Regions from separate parts of the Hordeum vulgare genome. Here all the other regions are linked to region 3. Evidence: chromatin contacts called from public Hi-C data. All regions are on one chromosome and are shown on one strand. The core of a region is the stretch at or near the end of the contact, and the rest is flanking DNA. Distances in the headings are between cores, read along the strand shown. Region 1 holds the start of LOC123425660 (scarecrow-like protein 23). Region 2 holds the start of LOC123425658 (exocyst complex component EXO84C). Region 3 holds the start of LOC123425653.

What was found. A called contact is a pair of places that touch in the nucleus more often than the background predicts.
Region 1: a contact with region 3 is called in a Hi-C map of seedling, with 2.6 times the contacts expected there. The contact joins the promoter of LOC123425660 here to the promoter of LOC123425653 in region 3. A contact is called at or near these places in 3 of 6 Hi-C or Micro-C datasets (leaf and seedling).
Region 2: a Hi-C map of seedling shows a contact between it and region 3, with 7 times the contacts expected there. The contact joins the promoter of LOC123425658 here to the promoter of LOC123425653 in region 3. A contact is called at or near these places in 6 of 6 Hi-C or Micro-C datasets (leaf, seedling and an unstated tissue) and 1 of 1 datasets of contacts at active chromatin or transcription factors (embryo).

Annotation. Positions count from the first base shown.
Region 1 is chr2H:159,119,554-159,122,390 of MorexV3_pseudomolecules_assembly, reverse strand. LOC123425660 (scarecrow-like protein 23) reads left to right here and starts at 1,382. Exons shown (of 2, transcript XM_045109362.1): 1 at 1,382-1,978; 2 at 2,049-2,837. The coding sequence starts at 2,085. LOC123425661 reads left to right here. Exons shown (of 3, transcript XM_045109364.1): 3 at 690-1,231.
Region 2 is chr2H:158,975,364-158,978,161 of MorexV3_pseudomolecules_assembly, reverse strand. LOC123425658 (exocyst complex component EXO84C) reads right to left here and starts at 1,445. Exons shown (of 7, transcript XM_045109359.1): 1 at 1,173-1,445; 2 at 542-636. The coding sequence starts at 1,292.
Region 3 is chr2H:158,618,315-158,621,082 of MorexV3_pseudomolecules_assembly, reverse strand. It overlaps LOC123425653, which reads left to right and starts at 1,340. Exons shown (of 6, transcript XM_045109353.1): 1 at 1,340-1,722.

The DNA.
Region 1 (2,837 bases), core at 133-2,632, 500 kb before region 3:
GCATAAGGACGATGAGATGCATATGGATTTTGTATTACTGATGTTGATGAACTGCTCATTTTCCAAACTGTCAAACCAGATAAGCCTGAAAGGAACTAAGAGAAATGACTATTTATTTAGCGGTCTTGTCATCCTTCGTATTGTCAATTTTTCATTTGACTGATCATTGATGTATTAGTATTAGACAAAATGATATGTTTGTTGATCATCTATGATATGTGTTTCCACTGGCTACTTGCTGCTTTCCGAGGGACAGATTTTAGCTTTAGAAGATTTTTCCGAAAACATAGTGGTGCACTTGCTCTGACGGAAATTCAGAGTTGAGTGGTCCAAACTAGATTGATACATGTAGGAATTTGTGACTGAGTTTTATGCTCATAGCTAGATACCTGGTCTCCGTTCTTCACCTATCCTAGAACTTGCATTTGATTTTTTTTGTTGCTATACTATGTTCATTAATCGGTATTCTAGCTGAAAGTTCCAGAGTTCTCAATTATTTCTAAAACCCGGTTCGCAGAGTAGCTGGTCCTTTGTTGGGACATATTTATTGTGTCTTTCCCCCATTTAGTTTTGTATTTTGTCATACATAGTTCAGTTAACTAATTGTCATTATCCCATAGCTAACTTGTGCAACCTATTGCTGCTCCCCCATGGGTCACATGACCATCCTTCATACACCGCTTCACTAGGACTAACGCCGAAGTACAGATGATATGGGGCACCCAAAAAATTCCAAAAGAATTTGCCTCTTGTTTGGACACCCCGAAGCATTGGCTGGCGAGACTATGGTTGGGCAAAGAGAGCTTCAGGAGACCGAGTATGACACCTGACTCGACGGTTGTATATTCTTCAAGCAAATATGGAAGAAGTTCCTCGCGAGACATGACACTAGGTCGGCACTGCTGTACTAATTGCATTTAAGACACTCACCAACAATGAGTTGGAGATTATAGTCGTCCTTTCATGTCCTATATGAAGTTGAAGATCATGTTGGACAAGTTCCGGGATTTCATGATTTAATTAGTCATTTCTTTGCGCTTTTTTTGAACAATGGAGGAGAAGCGCATGTGAACTTCACAGATACGAGAAGAAAAGGGCAAAAGACCGTACAAAGCTCAATTCCTCTTGTATTTATTTTGTTTCCTCTTTGTCTACATACTGATTTTTTAAACTATGCTTTGTGAATCGAATGTATATAGACATGTGTTAGCGTGTTCGTTCACTTATTAATTTCAAACCGTATGTAGTCTACATTATAAAATATTAAAACACATATTATATTTGTGAATAAAGAGAGTATTTTTATAATTGTCATGTACGATACGTGCGTTGCACGTGCATACTTACTAGTCTTTCCTTAATCTTCAATCAAAAGTTGAAAACTCATCTTTGTGTAAAAGCCCGTAGCGTTTTGTACGCGTAGCATTACTCCGTCTACCACCCGTGGTCGAGGCTGCTGGAGCAGTGGCATCACCACACGGATGTTAGTACTGTGCAGAGCTGCTCCTGCAGAGTTGCGCCTGAGCCGAAGCCGTCCCCGTCCATGAGCAGGTAGCTCGTCTGCCTAACCATAAACGTCCCACCAGCATCACCTGGTATCCGAGGGAAGCTCTTGTCCGGTGTCCGAACCCCCGCCCTGTTCGCGTACGGCGTGGCGTCTCGTCCCCCGTCAAAAATCAAAATGATGGTCACACGCTGACACCGGCCCAATCAACCAGCGCCGGTGCCCGCGCTCGCGCCACGCCCGCAATTTCTTTTCCACCGGCCCCGGGAGTGGAGACAAGCGGTCGCCCTGGCGCGGCCCCGCCCTTTGATTCCCTCTGCCTGCGCGCCGCCCGCTACGGGACGCCACCAAGCCCCAGCAAATCGACAACCGCAGGCGGCCGCTCGCCTTTGCTCCCACGCACGTCCAACGCTAGCGGCGGGCGAACACTGTGCCCTGCTTCATCGCAGTTATGAGTTATCCCTGAGTTTATCAGTGAGTTGCCACTGACCGACTCTTTCCCGCTCGGCCTCACCTGAAATTATTGGCCTACGTGATGATCCAGGGCGTCCTGTCGCGCGCGCCCGCCACCGACGCCGCGATGAAGGCCAAGCGGGCGGCGTCGATGCCCGATGACGAGGAGAAGGCGCGCGGGAAGCGGCTGCAGCTGCATGGCTCTGCCTCCGAGCACGAGCAGGGTCTGCTGGCTGTGGCCGCGGTGGAGGAAGGGGAGCGGGTGGTGGAGGCGGCGGAGACGCGCGGGCTGCGGCTGCTGAGGCTGCTACTCAGGTGCGCCGAGGCGGTGGCCATGGACCAGCTGCCAGAGGCTCGGGACATGCTGCAGGAGGTGGCCGAGCTGGCGTCCCCGTTCGGGTCCTCCCCGGAGCGCGTCGCGGCCTACTTCGGCGACGCGCTGTGCGCGCGCGTGCTCAGCTCCTACCTGGGCGCCTACTCGCCGCTCGCGGCCGCGCAGAGCCGCCGCATCTCCTCGGCGTTCCAGGCGTACAACGCGCTCTCCCCGCTCGTCAAGTTCTCGCACTTCACGGCCAACAAGGCCATCCTGCAGGCGCTCGACGGCGAGGACCACGTCCACGTCATCGACCTCGACATCATGCAGGGGCTACAGTGGCCGGGCCTGTTCCACATGCTCGCGTCCCGCCCCCGTAGGCCGCTCTCGCTCCGTGTCACCGGGCTCGGCGCCTCGCTCGACGTCCTCGAGGCCACCGGCCGCCGCCTCGCCGATTTCGCGGCGTCGCTCGGGCTGCCCTTCGAGTTCCAGCCCATCGAGGGGAAGATCGGGCACGTCGCCGACACCACCGCCCTCCTCGGTCCGCGCCACCACCACCACAGGGAG
Region 2 (2,798 bases), core at 196-2,695, 360 kb before region 3:
GACTGAATGAAGTTGAATGGTGCATCAGGTAGAGTATTGATGCACTTAGACAAAAGTTAGGTTACCATCCATTCACAGTCAAGGTGGTTTCAAGTTACCCAACATTCAACATAATCTGCACTGGAAAGAATATATAGTGCTTATGTACTCGTAGTGGATGTTCTTTTATAAATATCCAAGTCACTGCAATGGCACACACACGCCAATACTTTTCTAATTCTTAGGGATACATATTTTTTAACAGCTATGTATGACTTCAGTGGAAGTGTCAAGTCTCAAGTGTGTAAGGACCAGCTGCAAGAGTTTGGCCTTTTGGCACACAGCAGCAACCTACATGTTTCAATGAGGTGACCAAATAGTCTTAGTTGCAAGTCCTAGTCTAGGCAGGTACAACTACTAGACTATCAAACCGTGTAGATCCAATGGCCAACAAGATAAAACTCAGAACAGCAGAAACTATAAACAACAATATAAAGGGCATCAGTCACAGTCACAGAGACGTTTTTTCCAATCCAGAACGGAATGGAACTCCTAGTGTTACCTGAGGAAAGCATGGTATTTCGACTGCATATTCCCGCACAGGTTTTCGATGGCATCCTTCAGCTCCAGCAGCTCGGAGCAGATCTTCCTGATACCCTGTTAAACACAACAGCGTTACTCACCGAGTACAGTCACCACACTGATGAGATGGTTCGGGCAACCACCAGAGTCCCCACCGGCTTCAACAGACAGATGCAGGCAGATCAGCAGTCTCATTCAATTTCGTTGCAGTAAGGCCAAGCTAGCTTACGGTGTACTTGTATTTGTGCTGTGATGGGGCCCCAGTTGAACTGACTGTTCCACAGAACAGCGCATATTGAATAATCAAAGATTCGAAGATCAGATTTTAGTAGTTACCAATCCCCCAAGAGACAAAGGGCTCGGTAACTGAACGCTGCATAGGTAATTTTCTCTAAGCGACTGCCCCCTGCAACACGCCGCCACGGGCATGCCCGCTCTAGATCCAAAATCGCAATCTAGCTTAAAAGCACGAGCAGCCAGGAGCAGAAGCAAGAAGTAGCCAAGAAAAGAACCCCAACAATGCGCGGATGGAGGAGTGTTAGGGGAAGACGGCGGCGACACGGGGAGAAATCTAGGAAGGGAAAGGGGGCGGGGGAGGGGAGGGAGGCCACCTTCTCCGTCTGGGACTGGTAGGCGGCGCGGATGGAGGACTGAGGGGTGATCCACTCGTGGCCGGGGAAGTCGTCCTCCAGCTCCTCCTCGCTGCTGCTCTCCATCGCCGGCCTCCCCATGGCCGCCGAGCCTCCTTGGGCGCTGGCCCGAAATCGAAAGCCTGTTGGAGTTTGCGGGCGTGCGGTGAGCAAGCGGCAGGGGAGACGAGAGAAAGGGAGATAAGAGGGGTGGAGCCGTGGGAGTGGAGCGGAGTGCCGTTATGGGGGGCGGTCAGTCACCCACCGGCAGCGACCGGAGGGCTACCATGGGCGTCACCGGGTTTTCCCCCTTCTCTTTTTGCCCATTCTACGGTGCAGGTGGGAGCCGTCGGCTTGGGCCTCGGCAGGGCCCCCCTGTTTCGTTTTAAGTTTTCCTTCTTTTGGTTATTTTTGTGTTTCCTTTTCTGGTTTTCTTCTTTAAAAATGTTCACAAATTTGACAAGTGGTCCCGGATTTCAAAAATTATTGATGAATTTGAAAAAAAATATCAAGAATATGAAATCATGGTCCGAATTTTAAAAAATGTCCATGGTTTTTTTTTTAAATCCGGACTTCATAAATTGTCCCTGAATTTGCAAAATGTTCACAATGTGGAGAAATGGTCCTGCACTACGAAAAATGTTCTCAATTTCCAAAAGTGTTTGAGAAATGATCTCAAATTTCAAAATTTGTTCATGAATTTCCCGAATTACAAAAAAGTTCATGAATTTGTTAAAAAACCTCCGAATTCCAAAAAATATTTACTTACTTCAAAATTGTTAGCATATTTCAAAAAACAGAAAATAAAAGGGGAAATGAAAAGGCTGACAAAAGAAAACACACAGAGAGAAAATATTTGTAGAACCTTCCAAAATCGTGGGAGAAAGACACACAAAAAAGTGTATATGGGTTGGCCCATATGTTATGTGTGCTCATTTATTGCACATTTTATGCATGTGATTCCTGTGGCGGGGTGCTGCAAAGCGGTGGAGTCCTTGCATATGGTGGAGGCAGGGCAAGGCGTGGCCTCCAATATGGGTGAAACCATGGGGTTGCTGAAGGCAGGTAGTCCACCAAAGGGGTGAATCATGCTTGGTACGATGGTCCTCTCACGAGGGCCTACTCTCAAGATGTCGCACATTTCAAATGGAGTGGTTGGGGCAACAATTCTACGATTGGATGCTCCCGCGATTTTGTCGGTGATGAATGTCCTAGCCGCGGACCGAGCCCAATGATGACGGTCTAGGGTCTACTAAACCTCGGATGGAGTTCATGTCGATATCCCGAGTATTGATGGGTGCTCGCCAAGCAGAGGAGAGCGAGCAAGGGTCATGTAACACTCGTGTAATGGAGGGGCGGGGCTCAGCTCGCCATATTGAGAAATGACGGTGCTAAAATCAACGGATCTCGGGGTAGGGGGGTCCCGAGTCGTTGATCTTGGATATATGGTAACATCACAAAGGGGGTCACGATATTTTACCCAAGTGCGGGCCCTCTCTAAGAGGTAAAACCCTACGTCTTGCTTGTATTGTATTAACTGTGGATGGGGTACAAAGTACAGGAGGATTTACCTCGAGGTTGTATGATTGTGTTCTAGTCTAAAATTCT
Region 3 (2,768 bases), core at 91-2,590:
ACAAGGATTCGGAATGCGAGCTCACCGACGATCCACCGTCGACCGCCGCAAAGAAGAAGAACAATCGCCGAGAAGAAGAGAACAAGAGAGAAATGAAGGAAGTACAACGTGGTTTCCAAAACTCAAACATGTGCACCCCTGAAATTGAAGACGACGAGTGGAACTAAATGAAATGGAACGACTTGCGACGATTGGTTCCCCGTGGGGTGCTTCGCTGTGGCTCACCAGTCCTACACTAAACGGCTGGACGAAAACGTCCATGCATACCGAATGGCCCACTACCCACGGCGCCTGGACGCGTCACCCACGAACGAAATCAATCGTGAACAATACGAGCCACACGATCTAAAACGGAAGGCATCGAGTGCGCTCGGTTTTATTGCAAAAACGATGTGGTCCGACAGTTAAAAGCTTACCATCACCTGACGAATCGCGGTGGCTGCGTCCGCCACTTTCCCTGCATGACATATGTTCAAATGAGGGCCTGCATACCGTTCTTCGTTGAACGCACTTCTATAACATAGACTGTGTTTCTGAAACATGTACAATATTGCAATTGTTTATGATGAGTCTATGTTTTGCAACAAATCCTTCATTGCGGAAAAATTCTGTAACAAAACCGTAGTTACAAAAACATGCAACAAAACCTCAGTTGTACTTTTTTTACAAAAAAATATGCAACAAGATTCGTGTTATAGAAATAATTTTACAACAAGGCACGTGTTACAATGGTTGGCTCGATAAGGCAAATCTGACGGCTCACGACCCGTCCTATTTCTATTACAAGATATATTTTTGATCGGAATTTTGGTTGCAAGATACTATTACCAATAAATTTGAAGTCCGATTTTTTTTGTTTGTCGTATTCTCGCATGCTATACTGAAAGAAGAGAAAGCGGGGACAACATTGCGTAAATAGATGTCCCATCCCTATTTTAAGGCCTACTAGGTTCGTAATTGCGAGTAGAGTGATTAGGAATCTATGGACACATATTAGCCCTTGCTTAACAACACATAATGCACGCATCTCTAAATCGATGCCACAAAATCCACGGACAAGAGCGTGGTGTGGTGACTGGTAACAGCTTGCTTATATATATATATATATATATATATATATATATATATATAAAGAAACAAAAAAAGGAGCGTGGTAACAGCTGGATCATGATTGGTGCATAACATTTCTGATTCAGACCCTATAACTTTTCCCTTTCAAGCTCTCGCATTTGGTGTCACGCTGGAAAATTTCTCCAATTTCGGAAGTGTCAAACTTTCCACCTCATTATCATCAAGAGCGCAAAATCATCGTCAGCTAGCCATCGGAAGCCTCCTCGATTCGTCTCGGCGAGGCAGTAGCACGAATCCGACCAAAGGTCTGTGTGCGTGTGTGTGTGAGAGCGACCCGTACCGACGGTGGGCGTCTCCGGTCAGCCCGGCCCGGCCCGGTCCGGGCCCGGCTTAGGCCACCTGTATGGCTCTACCCCTGCATCCTCCGTTGGTCTCAACAACGCACCCCTCACACACCGTCGTCCTCGCCAACGCCAGCGCCTCCATTCTCCCACTCCTTCCATTCCACACAGCCACGCTCGCCGCCTCGCAGGAGCTCGCGGCTCGTAGTCGCCTCGTCATCCCGCTGCTCCCCGCCGTAGGACTGTGGGCTGGCGAGGCGTGGCGTGCAGTGGAGATCCATCCCAGCCGTGAGATTGGCCTCTCTTCTTGGTAAGCGCGCCTAACTCCGTCCGATGGATTGTCAGCTGCGTGGCACTGTGCTTACCCGATCCATCCGTCCATACGCCCACGGTTCCATGGATCCTTTCGTTGCTGCCTGCGTGCGTGCAATCCAATCCAAATCTTTTTCCTTTATCTCCTCGTCAGTTGGTAACACGGAGATTTGCTAGCTGCGTGGTGCTGTACTAATCCGATCCACCCACCCGTGGCTGGATTATGTCTTCTGTTTTTCGGCGCGCGAGATCGATCTCAGTTGACCGTCTATGACTTTGAACCCAAATTGCGGGTGCACTTTTTTCTCACTTCCCCCTCTTTTTTTTTTCTGGGATGCTGACCGGTGTGGATCGAGCATATCCTGTAATTGCTGTTAAGTGTTAGTAAAAATGTTGGTGGGCGAGGTGACTTGCAAATTGCAGCCGTTGTTGAAAAAAAAAACTTTTTTGGGTTTGGCTTCGTCGCAGTAATACCGCCTAGATTTGGATTTTAGAGTGAGAAATGTTTGAATGCAGAAGTAGTTTATGCTTTTATACACATTATATTTGCTGGACTTTTAAACCCTTGTCATCCTTGGTGCTCATTTTGGGGGAGTTTTTATCTGTTTCCTAGCAAGTGTGTAATTCAAAACTACATGTTAATAAAGTAACCATTGGTAAATTAGACATTCAGACACCATAAGTTCAAACAACTGCCAGGAGCAATATCAACAGAAGAGTATACAACTTGATATTAACCGAGTACTCTCTATAATGTTGGAGCCTAAATTGTTGTATGGTTTGTCGGAGCCTCAATTGTTGTATGGTTTCTTGGAGCCTCAATTTTTGTGGGCTCAACCCCCAGGATTTTTAGAACCATGCACTGAAATACAAAGCAATGTTCTAATACTACTTTTTGCATGATGTCTTTGACGTAATACCCGTTGGAATGTCCGTGCAATGATCATTGTGACTTCTGTTCCCTAAACTGTGGCTTCTACTCTCTCTGTGTTCCGCACTTCCGTATATGAGTGTTTGAGCTATGCTGTTATCAGCTGTTAAGTT